2 separate regions of the Pan troglodytes genome follow, and region 2 is linked to region 1. Evidence: chromatin contacts called from public HiChIP or PLAC-seq data. All regions are on one chromosome and are shown on one strand. The core of a region is the stretch at or near the end of the contact, and the rest is flanking DNA. Distances in the headings are between cores, read along the strand shown. Region 1 holds the start of FGF11 (fibroblast growth factor 11). Region 2 holds the start of SENP3 (SUMO specific peptidase 3).

Region 1 (3,215 bases), core at 551-3,050:
AAGCCTTCCCCTTGACCTCGAAAATAAGGAGACTCCGGGTTATGGACAAAAGAGAAGGGAAACTGAGGCACAGTCTGGCAGGGACTTTGTCGTCCTGGCCCACCCCCTTCCACTTTCGGGGAGCCCCTCAGCCGGGCCCTATTCTTCAGAGTCCCTGGCCTCAATCTCCCAGGCAGAGAAACCTCTGGCCGGGAGACCCCGCCCCAGCCGCACTCACCCGGGCCGCGGTCCGGCCGCGCGGGCCGCCCCCCGCACAGTCGCACCTTGGACAGCAGGATGAGGAGCTGCTTCTGGCAAAGGGACTTGGTGCCGCGGGGACACACGCGCCGCTGCGCCGACACCGGCCGGCTGCCCCCGGGCTCGCGGACCTCCCGCTTCTGCCGGATCAGGCTACTGGCCAGCGCCGCCATAGCGCCCCGGGAGGAGACACCCCCAAACCGGCAGGCGCCCGGAGCGCGCTGGGCTCCGCCAGAGGAGCCCGCTCACTAGGGCATGCTCTTGACGCTCAGGCCCCGACTCGCTGCCCCACCCACAGGACCTGAGGATAAGCCCCAGACCCCCCCCCCCCACGTACCCCCCTCCACAGCAGCCAGTTACCACCCGTGGGCCCAGTGCTGGCTCCACCAGATCCAGCAGCCTATGTACTCCTCCGTGGATCCCACCCTCGAGTTTTGCCTCCTATTGAAAACGTCCCCTTTCCCTCCTCTCCAGTGTCTGTCCTCACTTCACCTATCCCAAAGCCAAGACCCACTAAATTTCCAAGACGTGGTTTAAATATCTTCAGGCACCTTTCCACTGTATTTTGGGGCACACTCCTGCCAAATCCACTCTTGTAATCTACAGGGTGTGGGACTTTAGCTTTGGGAATATTCGCTCATCCCACCCCTACTGGGGCACTGCCAATGTCAGGAAGGAACCCAACCTTGGTGTTTTTTCCTTTGCTACACTCTAAATGGAGGGGATCCCCCACTTTTTTCACTGAAATCCCCCCAAAATATGTCTCAGAATATCCAGGTTGCCCAGGTTCAGTAAGACAGGGCTCCCAGACCCTCTGGCTGGATAATACCTTTTTCACCAAGTCCCCCCCATGTCTAGTAGCATAGAATTCTAGCGGCCAAGACCCTTTCTTCACCTTCACACCCTCCGCTCCTTTTGAAGTCACCTCCAAATCCACCCTTCCTAGTGGATACACCAGGTAGTTGTCTGGAGGGCCTTCCGCCACCTCAAAATGAGGAGCATCCGTGTTTGTTTTTGTTTTTGTTTTTTTCTCCCCTGGCTGCCCCTTAAGTTTTCTTGGGGACAGCTGGTGCTGTTTAGATCCCACACCCTCCAATCTAACCAGCCCCCCAAGAGAGGAGTGCACCCACGTTGTCACCAGTCCCCAGATGTGAACAGGCCCCCTTCAAGTCAGAGCGGATCGCAGCTTCCTGCTACAGGGCTTCCTCGTCCTCCCCGGGATTGCCTATAGCACCCCCTCTTCCTTTTCCCGACGCCCCTCAACCTGTCCTGTCCTGTTGATCCGGCGACGGGTGGCGCTGGCTTCGGCTCCAGGCTCCTCCCTCCCTGTCCCCCGCAAACGGAGCTTCCCCCCACGCCCGGCTAGGCGTCCCGGACCCTTGGGAAGGAGTGAGGGTGTCTCTGCAGAGCTCCCCGGTCCGGCGAAGTCAGAGCACTGGGCCGGTGGCTGGACCAGGCAGAGCGGCGGCAGCGGCAGCGGCTGTGGGAAGCTGAGGCGGCGGCGGCGGCGGCGGCGGCGGCGGCGACAGCAGTTCCCCCTCCTCGGAGAGCCGGCCCGGGGGCGGGGCAGGGGGCGGAGACGCTGGGAAATAGGAGGGTGAAGCCGGGCAGGAGGAACCCCGGGGTTCTTTGGAGGTAGAGAGTGCGGACTGTGTCTTACAAGCAGGCAAAGCCGAGGCAAGGCCGCACGTCTCAGCCTTCAGAGGAGGAGGGACAGGAAGGCCTCCTGAACGCACCCCTGGGTAGGAAGGAGAGGTTGGGCCTAAGGGAGATGGAATGGCGGACGCTGGGAGAAGGGAGAGAGACCCTACTGGCCGGGATGTTAGTGAAGAAAGAACCGCACGAGTAAAGTGGGGGAAGAACTGGAGAGATGGAGGATGGGGGGTGGTGAGATCCAGCCTTGGGCGAAATCCGGCCTCCTTCATATCTCTGCCTTTGTGTGAGCCAAATTGATCAGACCCTGGTCTCCATAACTCCTTTTCGCGTTTGGTCAGCAAATATGTTTCTCCCATTTCTATTGGCCCTTAAGAGAAATGACCAAAAGAACTGGGGACAGACGGTTTCTGGAAGCTGCCCCTGGGCGGAGTGCTGGCCACAGATGTGGAGAATAGCGAGGCTGGAATGGGGCAACTTGTGCGGGGGCAGGCGGGTGGGCGTAGAGGAGGAACCAACAGGGAGGCCTTCCAGAAGGGGGGCTTCAGGCCCAGGGCACACAGTCAGTCCCCCTGGCGAGGGGCGAGCAGGGCCCCCCACGTCCCGCTCGCCCACAGAGGCACTTTCCACTGGTAGGAACAGCGTCTTTAATGGGCCCCGCCCCCCACGCCCGCCAAACCGCCCCCCTTGCGGGCCACTTTGGCCTCCTCCACCGCGGCACGGAGGGCCCGGGCTGGGTCCCCGCGGAGCCGGGCCAATTCTCCGAGCAGCGCAGCGGAGTCGTCCCCCGTACGGAGCTGTCGGCCGTTCAGAAAATAGTGAGGCAACGTCCCGGCCTCGAGCACTCGGCCCAGCTCGTCTAGCAGCCCGAGGCAGCAGGCGCCCGCATTTTCTGGCCGCGCCAGGTAGAGCGCAGGCAGCCGCTCGCACGCCCAGTACAGCAGCGTCCGCAGGAGGTAGGGCGCCGCCGCCCGGGTCCCGGCCACCAGCGGGCGCAGTAGCGCCTGGGCCGCCGCGTGCGCCTGCAGCAGCGGCGCTGGTATGCGCGCTTTGAGCGCCAGCTCCTGGCGGGCAAAACAGAGCTGCCAGGCGGAGGCGCACGGCCGCTCGGTGCCGCCACCGGGCACCAGGTAGAAGGAAGCCGACTCAGAGGCCAGCGGACCGGCCCACGAGTGGCTCCGAGCCCCCTCGGGCCAGCCCGCCACGGACACCACTGGGATCAAGTCGAAGAGCAGGAGGCGGCGAGGGGGCTCAGGGGTAGCCAGGAGGACGGTGGTGAAACCCGCGTGGCGAGCTGCGTGCACCAGACGCGGAGCACCCGGGAC
Region 2 (3,231 bases), core at 420-2,919, 120 kb before region 1:
GTCAAAACGACAACAGGGGGATGGCACCTGTGGCGTCGCACCCCCTTCCTGGGGTGAAAGATGGTTCTTGGGGTGTGCGAGGCCCCGCCGCCGGCCCCGGTGGCGCCCCCAAAGCTTCCAGTGGAATGTCAGCGAGGTGCTTTTTGAGTAGAGCAGCATCCGGAAGGCTCTCATGGCTCGGCGGCGGCGCTGTGAGCAGGTTTTTCGATGAGTGGGGCGGGAAGGGCGGGGCCGCTGGGAGGTTCCCAGCTGACTCCATCTTGGGGGCAGCCTCCAAGCTGCCACTTCCTCCTCTTCATCTTCATCCTCCTCCTCCTCCTCTTCTTCCTCCTCTTCACTTGCTGAGGCATCAAAAGAGGGTCGGGGGACAGGGAGGCGTCTGGCTGGCACTGTGGTCCCTGACCCAGGATCTGGCCCAAACCCTCCACCTGACTTGAGTCGGGGTTTGGGAGGTGGGGGCCAACGAAGACGCTCCCGCCTGGGACTTGAGTAAGCTGGGGGTATGCCGGGTCCAGGAGGCTCAGGCCCCCAGGACCCGGTCCCTTGTATAGTCTCTTTCATCTTCCAGTACCCTGAAAAACAAAAGATCAGGGTATCAAAATCTAAGCATCACCCCACCGCAGATCCTGCCTCTCTTCCTGGCCATGCCTCCTCTGGATTCAGATGCAAATAAAGAAAAGAGGAAAAAACGCAAAACTCCTAACTTAAGATCTTCCCAGTTAACGCGGTCCACAAGGGGCCCTTTAGGGTCTGTGCCATCATCTCTCCCCAGTCCAGAGACAAGGGAAAATGGCTAAGCAGCAGGCCTCAGAGATCTTATTTCTAGGATCACCAGGCCAAACCCAATAGCACTGCCAGGTTCTACGTCTTTATTTTAATACCACCAGGGCTGTCCTTTGAGGGCCCAACAAGGGCAATTTCTTTCCTCAGGGACATGATAACCGTGGTACTTGAGGAGAATGCAACTTGCACGTGGAAACTGGACTGGAATGGGAGACAGTTCTCTAACACCCTGGATGAACGGGGGGCATGGGAAGGCTGCGGTCATCTCAAGTGCAGATGCCAGGGATATGGTTCAGGGGGCAGAGGCTGATAAACGGGGAAGAACTTTGAAGGAAACTTAAAGAGAACCGAATCAAGACGCTGGGACAGAACGGAGCGCACAAGCCAGGCCGGCCCAGCCCCCTCCTACTTCATCCTCGGGGACCAGAATGCAACCCGGCACCAGTCCGGTCCCACGAGCTTGGATGGCTCGGCGCACACGGGCCTTAAGAAGCCCCTATGCGGGCCTCTGGGCCCCGGTTCGGTGGGAGCGAGGCCCAGGAATGGGAGAGGCCAAGGCAGGGCTGGGGGGAGGGGAGGGGGCGTCCTCACCGGGAGCGGGGAAGCCGGGCGGACGGGCCCGAAGGCGGGCGTCTCCGGCCTCAAGCTTCCCGGCTCATCTCTCCGGCGACGGCGGCGGCCCCGCCACTCCTGCTGTCTTTAGGCGCAGCCGTCTCAATTCAGGATTCCAACGCTTCTGGGCCGCGTGCCGCGCCGCCGAGCACCCCGCCGCGCCGCCTCTGGCTCTGCTTCAGCTTCAGCTTCCACCTCCACCTCCACCTCCGCCACCGCCACCACCAGCGCCGCCGCCGCCGCCGCCACTCCTCCCCCCCTCCTCCTTCCCCTCCCGCGAGCCCCGGGCCCACCGGCAGCGGTGGCGCACGATTAGTACGTCACACCCGGCGAAGAGCGCCGGCGCGGCCACCAAGCGCGCAGTCCCGTCTACCCGAGGACGCCGGCGCCACGGGACTGGCCAGCCCAGAGCGCTACGCGAGGCTGCGCCTGCGCACATCCGCCGCCCGGCCGCGCGTGGCGGCCCCGCCACTTTCCCTTTTGCGCCGCGCTCTGTCTTCGCCGCGCTCTGTCTTCTCCGCGCTCGCGGGCCTGACCCTAGCGGCATCCCCAGTACCTTGATCCGGCGGGGGGCGCGCCACAGGAGAGCCAGGAGGGCGGGAGATCCCCGTACGAGGACCGGGCTGAGGCGAGGCAGTGGGGGAAATGGAGCCGGGGTATCATTCATTCTATTTTATTTAACTTTAAGCAGGGCTTGATCAGAAAGAAGAGCTCAGAGGAGTGAGGCAACACCAACACCAGGGCGTACGATACATCCGAGGCTCCTCCGACACCAGTTCCAGCCCGGAAGGGCTTGGAATGGCCTGCCACGCCGGGGCAATGGAGCGCGTGAAAGCCAAACCTTGGGACCCGAAGAGTAATTTGACTGCGAAGGCACCGTCATCGTCGGGCACCCCCTGTAGACGGGCGCATAATAGCTACATCTCTGGAGATAGTGATGGAAACTGGGGTCCGATAGATGGAGAGAAGGACGTAGGATAAGGCTTCTTGTGGGGTGAAGAGGCAGAGGGCACCTGGAGAGAGGTGTGACATGGAGAACCAGGGGTTTTCCCTAGCAGAGGGCGGCTTCGTGGACTTCGGCCAACCGGCGGGTGCTTCCCTCGAGCGGCCGCTAGATGGTGGTGCTGTTCTGGATGCTTCCAGTGGGCCCCGACCAGGTCTGGACAATGCCTGGCGCCCGTCCCCCGCCCCTCATCTACACACACGCAAGAATTCGGAGCTCCATGGGGAACAGAAGCAAGATATCCGTAAAATCAAAGTCTAGGGGGTGGGAATGAAAAGGGAAAAGTGAGGAACGGGGAGCCAAACCCAGGAAGACGCCTCTGTTCCTGCACATTCCCTCTCCTTTATATACTCAGCTCTTGGCTGTCTCCAGTATGTACCCACCCTGGTCTTCCAAGCTGGGAGCCACTTTTTATAACACAATCACAGTTTCACAAACCCCAGGAAGGTTCCATGTGGAGAGAGGTTAAGTTTCGCCCTTGCCCGGGGAATTATGACACTCAGAATATCCCCTTGGTGTAAATGGAAGACACCTGAGAAAAGAGAGAAAGTAGATTCGCAGTGAAGCACAGCCATCCAGATGCCCTGTTTCCCCCTGCCTTCTCCAGCTCCACCGTTCCTCTGCCTCCTGTAAGGACCCGGCATTCTGCACTTCACTCCTCAGACCCGCCTCTGTTTAGGTTTCCAACCTCCCTCCTAGCGGTAGCTCCCTGCACTGCTACCCCCGGGCAGAGACGTCCTGCTTTCGGCTGCCCACAGGGCTCTCACCTGCGCTATAGCAGCTGTTGTAGGCCCGGTCCGGGTGGGAGGGCATACTTCTTATACATCGGAATA

Evidence for each region. HiChIP or PLAC-seq counts read pairs in DNA pulled down with a chosen protein or histone mark.
Region 2: a contact with region 1 is called in an H3K4me3 HiChIP or PLAC-seq map of stem cell-derived excitatory neurons, with 4 times the contacts expected there. The contact joins the promoter of SENP3 here to the promoter of FGF11 in region 1. A contact is called at or near these places in 1 of 7 Hi-C or Micro-C datasets (stem cell-derived neural progenitor cells) and 1 of 1 datasets of contacts at active chromatin or transcription factors (stem cell-derived excitatory neurons).

The regions. Positions count from the first base shown.
Region 1 is chr19:17,950,789-17,954,003 of NHGRI_mPanTro3-v2.0_pri, reverse strand. It overlaps FGF11 (fibroblast growth factor 11), which reads right to left and starts at 1,800. Exons shown (of 5, transcript XM_001170288.8): 1 at 218-1,800. The coding sequence starts at 410. It overlaps TMEM102 (transmembrane protein 102), which reads right to left. Exons shown (of 3, transcript XM_063798272.1): 3 at 2,521-3,215. The coding sequence ends at 2,538.
Region 2 is chr19:18,072,912-18,076,142 of NHGRI_mPanTro3-v2.0_pri, reverse strand. SENP3 (SUMO specific peptidase 3) reads right to left here and starts at 1,669. Exons shown (of 11, transcript NM_001205128.4): 1 at 1,375-1,669; 2 at 1-572. The coding sequence starts at 561. TNFSF13 (TNF superfamily member 13) reads right to left here. Exons shown (of 6, transcript NM_001205130.2): 5 at 3,166-3,231; 6 at 2,046-2,930. The coding sequence ends at 2,821.